Linked DNA regions of Sus scrofa: all the other regions are linked to region 1. A link is a contact called in public HiChIP or PLAC-seq data. All regions are on one chromosome and are shown on one strand. Each heading gives the region's core, a stretch centred on a gene start, on an enhancer-like site or on the middle of the called end of the contact. The rest is flanking DNA. Distances are from core to core; before and after follow the strand shown.

Region 1 (3,668 bases), core at 529-3,028:
ATAGGGAAATAATTTATTCAGAACCCATAAAATTAGTTATCTTATTTGTTGTTTGTCCTGCACACCCTCCTTTTATCTGAACCTTCCAAAGAAAACTCATCCTGCGAAGAGTTACTGAATACACTGGCCAGCACCGTACATCTCAAATGATACTAGCGGAATGAATTGTGAATGAACCAGTGAAAACTGTGCTAACTAGCCTTATCTTTCACTTCTAGAGCTGGAAACCCAGCCAGGTCACATGACTGGCACTAGGGCTGGAAAGAGAATAATTCCAGCACGCTTCTGGTGAGGATGACCTTTAACACCTAAACATTTTGTAAAATTCTCTTTCAGTTTAAGAATCTAAATTAGTTCCTGTCTGCATGTTTACAAGTAACGGATTCCTAGTTTGCAGAATAATTCTAGGCCTCTTGCCTAAAGGTTCCAATTTACTGTTGAGATGCTATACTTTTTCTTCTAGGGAATTTCATTCATCCTCTCCTCCTCTTCCCCTATCTACCCATGGCTTTCCATGCCTTATTTTTTCCTTAGAGTTCAATATCTTTTAACCAAAAAGATCATATTTTTGGAACTGCTGATCCCCACACTACATTTTATATTTAGTCATGTATTTTAATTGTATTAGATCTCAAACACTTGAAGGGAAAGAAATGAAATTTAACTTCTTAAGACAACCTAGTTTTCTAACTTCAGTGTTATGCTGGAGTGAGCAAACTATGACCCATGGGCCAAACCCAGCCTGCTGCCTATTTTGGTAATTAAAGTTTTATTGGAACAGTGATGTGCTCAATTGTTTATCTATCATCTATGGCTGCTTTTGAACAATAGCAGAGATGAACAGTTGTTAGAGAGACTGTATAGCTTATAAAGCCTAAGTGATAGGGGCGCCTTGATGTCCTAAGCCTCCTCTTATGAAAGGATCTATATAAAAATAACACTAATAGCAAATATTTACTCTATAGGACCATGTTAGACAGCGCTTTGTTAAATTTTACATTAACTCTTTTAAAACCTGGGTAAAATTTCTGGATAAAATTTCTGGATTAAAACATATGGGTATTATTATAATCCCTATTTTCAGGTGAGAAAGCTGTGGTCTGATAAAATCAAATAGCTTGGTCAAAGTTATTAAGTGGCAGGAATGGGAGTCAAACTCGGGTGTACCAGAACAAAAGTATAATCCTTCTTCTTCAGAGGGCTTTAAAATAACAATAAGGCTTTTTTCTAGGGACTTAGTTTGAGGCTAGAAAACTTTCAGTTTTATTTGTTCAATGGTCCACATGTTTTTATTGTCACAAGTAATGCAACATTAAGTATAGGTTTTAATAATCCACTAATACCAATGAAAGAACAATGATGATTCTTACTTTTCACAAGGAAATGAGACTTTTACTGAGACTGTGCGGTCTAAAAAATTTTTTTTAAACAATTTAAGTTATATTAAGATTAAATGTCATTTTAAGGCAATTATTAATACACATTTAAATATCCAAGTAAAGGGAATATTAAGACTTATTTAGATTTTACTGTTTTCCTCAGTGTATAATAATATTTTTACATGCCTGTGTTCAAAGCACTTTTCATATATGCAATCCTATTTTTTTAACTGAAGTAAAATGACCTACACCACTATGTTAGTTCCAGATGGATAACACAGTGATTTGACATTTCTATAGATTTCAAAATGATCACAATAAATCTAGTTACCAACTGTCACCATACAAAGTTATTACAATATTACTGATGATACTCCCCACACTGTACATTTCATTCCTGTGACTCATTTATTTTGTAACTGGAAGTTTGTAACTCTTAGTCTCTTACTTCACTCATCCCTCCCATCATCCTTCCCTTTGGCAACCACCTGTTTGTTCTCAGTATCTATACATCTGTATCGGTTTCGTTTGTTCAATTATTTTGGTCTTTCAGATTCCACATATAGGTGGAATCATACAGTATTTGTCTTTCTCTGACTTATTTTACTTATTAGCATACCCTCCCACGTAGCAAATGGCACGATTTCATTCTCTTTTATGGCTAAGTAATATTCCACTGTGTATAAACATACCACATCTTCTTTATCCTTTCACCTATTCATGGACACTTAAGTTGCTTCCATATCTTGGCTACTGTAAATAATACTGCAATGAAATTAAGAATTTAAAAATTCTTTTTTTTTTTTTGTCTTTTTGTTATTTCTTGGGCCGCTCCTGCGGCACATGGAGGTTCCCAGGCTAGGGGTCGAATCGGAGCTGTAGCGTCCGGCCTACGCCAGAGCCACAGCAACATGGGATCTGAGCCACGTCTGCAACCTACACCACAGCTCACAGCAACGCCAGATCTTAAAAATTCTTAATTAAAATTCTAAAATGATGGCTCTGAGAGGTTACAAGTTTAAGTTGGTTTTATATTTATACAATTGCTGTCACTATTACTGTATCACAACTACTGCAGTAGTGTGAAAAAGGACAATTCACTGATTTTAAAACAAAGAGTTTGAAAACTGTGAGCCATTTTTAAGTGAGGAAATGAAGGAACATCATTTATACTAAGAACATCTGTTTCAAAGATGTACATGATAAAACAACTTTGAAAATAACAAAAAAAGGGCTAGTTCCTAGATACCAACTCAATTCAAATTGAACTATAAGAGACAATGTGATAAACACTGGGAATACGAAGGTAATTTCTAATCTCAAAAAATTCATAGTCCAAGGGAGACAGGCAGGTATAAATTAATATGGGGGTTCTTAACTGCAAGCAACAGAAACCAATTCAAACTGATCAACAGAAATGTAATGCACTAAACAGTTATTAAAAGTAGCTCTCAGAATTGCTATTAAGTTTGAAGAACAACACTCAGTAGATGGGCAGGAACCAAGGAGGCTTAAAGGCAAGAAATAAAATCAAAACCTGTGACATGAACCACCTGGGCATAGAAGAGATGCCACCATGGGCACACCACTAATTCTCTTTTTGGAAACTGGATGATTTATTGCTGCACTACATCATTTACTGTTCTGAGTTTCAGCTCCAGATAAAAGCATCCAATTAGCCATGTTTGGAGTATGAGCCCATTTCCTAAGTTTGGTCAGGGGAAAGCAATTTATTTGTGCTTTTTGGCTTTTGTGTAGTGGGAGTCAAGCCCTGCATTTCACCAAGAATCATACTACATACAGCAGAGAATTCCTCAAACACAGGTAGGGGCTTCAAAGGCTGGGAAGTCCCACCTCCAAGAAAGCAAATGCCCCATCTACAAACACTGTGTCTTAAATCAAAATCTGCAGAAATATTTTCAGAGGGCAGACTCAGTTCTCAATTTTAGAGGCACTATTCAAGTACCTAAATAGTAACAAATGATACACTCCCATACATTCACCTTTCTTTTTTTAACCAGTCATTAAGGTAAAACTTTTCTTTAACATTTAAAATTTAAAGACATATTGCACAGAATAAGACTTGAGCTTCTTAAGCCACTCAGTTTTTCAAATTCAAGTCTAAGGACTTGCCGGTCAAATCAGGAGCACATAGCTCTCAGGTTTAGGAAACTTCATGCAGATACAATAAGAAAGCTCTGTATTAGAGACCACGTTGGCATAAACAAGGTATTAACTCTGCACAGTCAGGGAAAATGCTTTGCTGAACAAAAACTTTAAAAATAAGCA
Region 2 (3,668 bases), core at 384-2,883, 320 kb before region 1:
TTGCGAATTCAGAATTCTTAGCATCTAAGGAGAGTTGCTGAAGCTTTAATCAGAGTTATTCATTAAATTCCTAGCTCTTAAGTAACACAGAAGTTCTCCCACCTCCTCACTGCTATTCGTTGAAAGAAGTGATAGCATCTGTGCCTGGATTCTACCTCTGTCAGATGATTCAGTAGCTCAGTGAACTTGGGCAAGTCTTTCTGTTTGCTTTCAGCCATAGATCTAGCTTTTAACCTGTGCCCCGACATCATGTCCTAATGCTTAAGAGATCAGACTCAGTGGTGAATCTGACTAGGAACCATGAGGTTGTGGCTTCGATCTCTGGCCTCACTCAGTGGGTTAAGGATCCCATGCTGCCATGAGATCAGACTCAAAAATCAGACTCCTGGGTTTGAACCATCTTTTTTTGTTTTGGGTCTTTTTAGGGCTGCGGTACATGGAGGTTCCCAGGCTAGGGGTCGAATTGGAGCTGTAGCTTCCAGTCTACACCATAGCCACAGCAGTGCGGATCCGAGCCAGTCTGTGACCTACTCCACAGCTCACGGAAACACCGGATCCTTAACCCACTGAGCAAGGCCAGGGATTGAACCCTCGTCCTCATGGATACTAGTTGGGTTCATTAACCACTGATCCACTGACGGAAAGTCCTGAACCATCATTTTTAAGCAGTGGGAACTTGGGCAAGTTATTTAAATTCTCTGTGCTTCAGTTTCCACATCCGAAAATGGGAGCCTACTTCATGGTTTTATTGTGAGGATTAAAAATGAGATAATACATTAAAGAACTTAAAACAGTGACAATAAGTTTTTAGGTATTTTTCACTTTCTCTTTTGCAAGATAATTAGTTGAACTCTGATTTAGTTTCTTCTTAGGAATGGGACTAGTTTTCCTCAGAAGGAACGTAATGGGATAGTCACAAGTTACATGTCTCGGAGGGTGCACTGTCACCACCCGTTGGGAACCCTCCAGGGTGTTTCCTACAGTTGTCATTTCTTGGAACACTCTTTGAAAACACTGCACCTGGTAGTGCTGCTTATATATTCTCTTCATTGTTCATCTCTCCTTGGATTAAAATACTTGCCCATTATCCCTATATCGAAACTTATTCCTGTGGTCCTAATGCCTCTTTCCCCTTTCCTTTTATTGCAGTGACTTCCTTAGTTGCAGCATGGTTTAGCCACAGATGTTGTAAGGACACATGTGCAGCTTTTAAAGGGAAACCAGCTATGATGGGCACTGCTTGGGGCTTGTGTAACTGTTTGTTGTACTGTTCCTGAGCTAATGGCATTGCTTTTCTTACCTCTCAGCGTAGCAGCGCTTGGTCCTCTTAATCACCTCCTCTTTAGTCCCTTCTCCCTTGGCTCTTGGATCCTGCATCTAAGTACTTTCCAACATTCTTTCATATTATAACACATGTAGACTTATTTTTATGGAAGAACCTGTGTAGAGTGCAAGTGCCCAGCCCTAGGTGCTGGCTGCTCCAAAGCTCAGGGGAGCAGTATCTTGGTGCACCAGTTGGGAAGTGGCCCTATCTCATCACTCCAGTTTGTACGGGCTGCATATCCCTTCATTTGGTTTCTGGGTGTTTCTCAAGACTCAGTCCTTGACTCTCTGCTCTTCTCTCTAGCTCCCTTAGGGGGTGTGTTCCCTGGCATGCTGCCACCTTCACCTCTTTGCTGACAGCTTTCAAAACTGCAGTGAGTCCTTTCTCTGCTTGCAGTTCTCTGTCATCAGCTGCCTACCGAACGTCTCCTGTCTTCTGTCTGTCTTAGACCCAACACGGAGGGACCCATTACCTCTTCTTTCTCTACCCTGCACCATACACCTAGCTTCTTTCTTTCTCGGCCCTGGCTTTCTCAAATTTGAAATGTTGACATAATCTTTGATTTATTTCTCTCCTTCATGCGCCACATCATTTACCTGCTATGTGTCTGGCACATATATTTACCTGCTGTGTATTTTTGGGCAAGTTACTTAACTGGTCTTTGCCTCATTTCTTTATTATTATTATTAAGATATAGTTGATTTACAGTGTTTCTTCAAGTTCTGTTTACAGCGAAGTGACCCAATCACACACGTTTCCCTGTGCTGTGCACAATAGAGCCCCATTGCCCATCCATTCCAAATATACCAGTTTGTATCCAAAAAAACCCCCCAAATGCCCATCCATCCTACTCCCCCCCCGCCCCGGAACCCCAAGTCTGCTCTCCTTGGCTATGATCTATTTCGGTTTTTTTAGATATAATCATCTCTTCCATATTTTAGATTCCACAAATAAGTGATATCCTATGGTATTTGTCTTTCTCTTTCTGACTTAGTATGAGAATCTCTAGTTCCACCCATGCTGCAGATAGCATTAGTTTGTCTTTTTTTATGGCTGAGTAATTTTCCATTGTATGTATCCATGTACCACATCTTCTTAATCCATTCATCTGTTATTGGCTATTTAGGTTGTTTCCATGTCTTGGCTGTTGTGAATAATGCTGTGATGAACATGCGGGTGCATGTATCTTTTTCAGTGAAAGTTTTGTCTGGATATGTACGCAGCACTGGGATTGCTGAATCATACAGGAGTTCTATATTTAGTTTTCTGAGGTGCCTTCAGACTGTTTTCCATTGTGGTTGTACGAATTTACATTCCCACCAGCAGTGAAGGAGGGTACCTTTTCCCCACACCCTCACCAGCATTTGTTATTTGTAGACTTCTTAATGGTGGCCATTCTGACTGGTGTGAGGTGGTACCTCATTGTAGTTTTGATTTGCATTTCTCTAAAAATTAATGGCGTTGAGCATTTTTTTCATATGCCTGTCAGCCATCCCCACCATTCTTATCTTTTACAGGCTACACATCCCTACTTCTTCCACCCATTCTTTATGATTCCAGGTTCATGCCTATCACCCTTGTAAGAATATTCTAGTTTTTGAATTTTTTTTTAAACATAGCATGCTCATTGTAGTCTGATGAGCTGTGGAATAGCAAGGTTGTTGCCTCTAGTTAGTATGTTTTCCTTGACACCCTTGTTTCTCTTGCCTCTTGCAGCTGCCATAGTAATCATTCAGGTTAATTGCTTTGTTCACGCTTAGAAACTGTCAGTGGTCCCTGTGTCCTTCCACATCAGATTGTAACCACTTTTACTTGATTTTCAAGCTTTGGTGATCTGGCCTCATTTTCCTTTCCCACTGCCTGTCAGCATATATCCTCTGTTTTATATTATTTATTTATTTATTTAGTCTTTTTAGAGCTGTACCCACGGCATACGGAGGTTCCCTGCTAGGGGTCTAATCGGAGCTGTAGCCGCCGGCCTACGCCACAGCCAGAGCAACACCTGATCCGAGCTGTGTCTGTGACCTACTCCACAGCTCATGGCAACGTCGGATCCTTAACCCACTGAGTGAGGCCAGGGATTGAACCTGCAACCTCATGGTTCTTAGTCGGATTTGTTTCCGCTGCACTAGGATGGGAACTCCTCCATAATCTTGCCTTCATACCTTCCCGCATGGTTTCCCCTTTATCCTCCTTTTTGCCTTCCCAGCTACTCTTTTTTTTTTTAAGAGAGTCTTTTCCCATTATACACTTGTAAAAATATTTCCCCATATTATCTTCTGGTATTTCTAGGGTTGTATACTTTACATTTAGATCTTTAATCCATATGGATTTCTTCGTTATT
Region 3 (3,668 bases), core at 350-2,849, 260 kb before region 1:
GGACCGTTCTTCCTCTTGCTCCTGGTTTCTGGCTGTGATGTTCTTCTTTTCTATCTGTGGTTGGCTTAAGTGTTTGCCCTGAAATTTGACACGACCCTGGACTTCATGTTGCCAGTATCTGTTAGAGCTGTAAGCATGCCATAGAGAGAAAGCGTGAGCAGAGGGCAGACTCTAGGCAGGCAGCAGTCAAGGAGAGATCATCTCGAATGGGAGAAGAAGGGACAGAAATGTTTTTTAGACAAAGTCAACGAAGACCTTGTCAGGACTTGGGGAAACACGGTCTGTCTCTCTGGCCACAAGCATTTATCGAGCACCTACTCAACATGGGCTCAACGTTTACCATGAGATTCCAAAGACCCAGGAGGCCTGATTCCTGCCCTTTTGTGCTTATTGTCTAAGTGGACAATCAGAAGACTGAGAACGATTAACAGCAGTCTTGCTGACTGTGCCCCGTCATACGGTTGCTAAAGGGTTTCAGGCTGAAGGAACAATTGGATGTGGTTAATTAAAAGGCTTCATGAAAGAGGCAGTTTGAGGGAGAGGAGAGTCATGGATGGATGGAAAGGAGCTCAGGATCCAGCAGAGCAGGCACCAAGGCTTAATGTTAAGGAGTGGTTCGGAGGGTGAGAGAAGCCCCTCCTCCAGTGCTTTGTGAAATCTCCCTTCACCGGCCCAGCAGGGACCGAGCAGGGGGCTGGCCACGAGTGGTCTAACCTCGTTGGATCGGAGGACTCCGAAGAACGGGTAGAGGAAGGCAGGCACCAGGGCTGCAGCTCCAAGAGGCACCGCCTCGGACACCCAGTACACAGCAGTCACGATCAACACATAAGCACACGCAGCCTCCTGGAAGGGGAAGAAAGTGGGCAGTTAGTCACAGGAACAGCCACTGCCCCTGAGAATCCAAAGGAGACCCAGGGCAGAGGTACCTGGACTCAGACATGGGCACTGGGTCACAGTCCTGGAAGGTGCAAAGCTGTATTAGGCAGAGGAGTTTGGTGGGTGAAGTTATGGCAGCTCCTTGGGTGGATTGATGCCTGGCACGTGGTTTGCATTGGTTTGCAACAGGGTGGCCACAGGACTGTTACGCTATCATTGCCCCACTGGTTCCTGAAACTGAGCAGGGCAGGGACTGAAATTAATTGCAATGTCCAGACCCAAGATCATGTACTATACAGGCGATGATCACAGCTTTGACTTGGTCGAAATAGAATATTTTGGTTTCAAGTTGATTAGACACTAGGTTCTTAGGATAGCTAAAGGTAGGGATTAAATTGTGTAATTGGCAGCTCCTGTCATGGCTCAGCCATTAATGAACCCGACTAGTATCCATGAGGATGTGGGTTCGATCCCTGGCCTCGCTCAGTGGATTAAGGATCTGGTGTTCTCATGAGCTGTGGTGTAGAATGCAGATGTGGCTTGGATCCGGCACTGCTGTGGCTATGGTGTAGGCCAGCAGCTGCAGCTCTGATTCGACCCCTAGCCTGGGAACCTCCCTATGCTGTGGGTGTGGCCCTGAAAATACAAAAAAAAAAAAAAATTGTGTAATTGGTTGACATATGGGTTCTGAAATTGGCTCATTTGGGGCTGGATCATTCTCTGTGTGTGTGTGTGTGTGTGTGCTGTGCTGTGCATTATGAAATGTTTAGCAGCACCCCTGGCTTCTACCCACTAGATGTCAGTAGTACCTCCCCAATTGTGACAACTAACACTGTTTCTAGACTTTGCTAAATGTCCGGGGGTGGGGAGGGGAGGGATTATCGGTGGTTGAAAACCAGCGCCCTAACCAGTGTCTAGGACTTCACCCCACGTGCTCGATGCACATGGGAACATCTTTCTGACAAAGGGAGTAAAGAGCACCATCCACCTGGAAGGGAAGTCCTGGACCTTCCCCAGAGTCTTCCCTTTGCTGGTTGTGTAACATTGGGGTGCACACAATAAATAAGTACAACATTCTTTTAAAAAAAATCAGTCCTTAACCTTATCCCCCAGTAATGCTGGTTAACCGTTAATCAGCATCTGGAATGGTGCTGATTAGCACTGATGAGAAGGGTCACTGGCTTACTCTCGGGAGAGGTCACTGTCCAAAGGGCTTGAACACTGGATTCTGGAGGGCCGCTGTGCAGAAGATCCAAGCTGCCTGTGGATTCCTCCCTTTATACCTACTTCTAAACCATCTGGGCTCAGGTCTGACCTGCCTGGAGGCTGGCTGGTGATCAAGGAACCTGACAGATCTAGTTCTGTTTATCTCTCCCTTGGGTTCGGAACACGCGTCCTCAGACTCTTAGACAAAAGTTTCAAAAGGTCACCGAGATCAGTGAGGGGCGTCAGGAGGGATTAACCCAGCCTGGCAGGATGGGACCTTGCTCCCTCCTGATATGCATGGATTATGGGGTTGGGGGTTGAGAAATGGGAACTGGGCCCAACAATTGTTGACTGTGGCTCCCACTGAGATTTCCTCTGGGGCCAAAAGATCAGAGAGAAGTTAAAACTTTTGGAAGTGCTGATAAGACAACAGAAGCAATAGTGGGGGGTGTGTGTGGGGGAAATAAAAAGCCTCCATTTGGAAAAGAATGCAATTTAGAGAAATGTTCCCTTTATCGCAGAAATAAAAATACCTAAAGAAGCCCTAAGCACTTAGCCCACTTGAGCTCACTTTTCCCCATCTCCTTCCTGGGAAAGAGACAGAACAGGGGTGGGGGGTGGGAGTCTTGATTCCAGTTGAACAAAATGAGATAGAATGTCTTTCCCTCATTGAGAAGTCCTGTGCCTTCCTGAGAGCCTTCAGCCTTTCTTGGCTTGGGCATCACAGGTCCAGGAGTGGAGGGAGGGGAGTGGGGCAAGAGAGAGGGAGAGGGAGAGGGAGAGAGGGAGAGGGAGAGAAAGGGAACGATTTCCTGCTACTGTGCACCATTTTGGTTTGAATTAGGAGAATTTGGGTTAAGTCAGGGTAAACTTTGTTTTGTTTTGTTTTTTCTAGGGCCATACCTGAGGGATGCGTCTACGACCTACACCACAGCTCATGGCAACGCTGGATCCTTAACCCACTGAGCAAGGCCAGGGATCAAACTCGCATCCTCATGGATACTAGTTGGATCCATTTCCACTGCACTACAATGGGAACTCCCTTTTGCTCCTTTTCAACCTTCTCAAAATTCGGTAGGTAAGCTTATATTCACATAACTCAGGATATTCTGTGAAGTTTGATTGCAGGGATGCTGTCCCCCCCGCGTCTGGCTGGGGTCTGGCAGAGAGCTCAGTCAAAGCTGCCTGAACTGCGCTGGGCCCGTCTGCTGGCTACCAGGTCTCTGTTATCTACTGGAGAAAATCTTCTGGAGACCCCCGGCCCCTTATCACTGCCACTGGTCTGCAGGTGTGTGGGGCTGGTGTGTATTCAGGCCTTGAAGGGATAATGTTGTCATTTCTTCTTTTTTGCTCCCGTTTACAAATAAAGGAGTGAATTCAAAGTGGCATTTCCCCAGACGGCCTATTTCCTGACTCTGCTGCTAACTAATGTTTGCATCTGCTCCTTCCTTTCCCCACAGTCGGATCACCTTGATGAAATCCCCTCAGACTTACTGGGAAGGAGCTGGAGGTTTGTTTATTTGGTGCTGTAAATGATAGAAGGGCTTCTTAAAATTTGGCTTGGGAAGTTCCCATTGTGGCTCCGC

Evidence for each region. HiChIP or PLAC-seq counts read pairs in DNA pulled down with a chosen protein or histone mark.
Region 2: an H3K27ac HiChIP or PLAC-seq map of alveolar macrophages shows a contact between it and region 1. The contact joins two enhancer-like sites. A contact is called at or near these places in 5 of 47 Hi-C or Micro-C datasets (adipocytes, heart right ventricle, liver and 1 more) and 1 of 2 datasets of contacts at active chromatin or transcription factors (alveolar macrophages).
Region 3: a contact with region 1 is called in an H3K27ac HiChIP or PLAC-seq map of alveolar macrophages. The contact joins two enhancer-like sites. A contact is called at or near these places in 1 of 47 Hi-C or Micro-C datasets (liver) and 2 of 2 datasets of contacts at active chromatin or transcription factors (alveolar macrophages and skeletal muscle).

The regions. Positions count from the first base shown.
Region 1 is chr18:13,340,806-13,344,473 of Sscrofa11.1, reverse strand. The region is part of intron 1 of MTPN (myotrophin); the gene reads right to left. Among named protein-coding and RNA genes, the nearest start is that of MTPN, 12 kb to the right of the region's middle. Within about 2 kb of position 1,778, at least 1 of the 83 cell types and tissues checked has an H3K27ac peak or open chromatin away from gene starts, as enhancers often do. A contact at or near this core is called in alveolar macrophages, where this site is marked.
Region 2 is chr18:13,660,611-13,664,278 of Sscrofa11.1, reverse strand. The region is part of intron 1 of LOC106506763 (a long non-coding RNA gene); the gene reads left to right. Among named protein-coding and RNA genes, the nearest start is that of SLC13A4, 69 kb to the right of the region's middle. Within about 2 kb of position 1,633, at least 8 of the 83 cell types and tissues checked have an H3K27ac peak or open chromatin away from gene starts, as enhancers often do. A contact at or near this core is called in alveolar macrophages, where this site is marked.
Region 3 is chr18:13,597,727-13,601,394 of Sscrofa11.1, reverse strand. It overlaps SLC13A4 (solute carrier family 13 member 4), which reads right to left. Exons shown (of 16, transcript XM_003134643.4): 2 at 715-843. It overlaps LOC106506763 (a long non-coding RNA gene), which reads left to right. Exons shown (of 11, transcript XR_001302304.2): 7 at 1-3,156; 8 at 3,543-3,592. Among named protein-coding and RNA genes, the nearest start is that of SLC13A4, 5.8 kb to the right of the region's middle. Within about 2 kb of position 1,599, at least 8 of the 83 cell types and tissues checked have an H3K27ac peak or open chromatin away from gene starts, as enhancers often do. A contact at or near this core is called in alveolar macrophages, where this site is marked.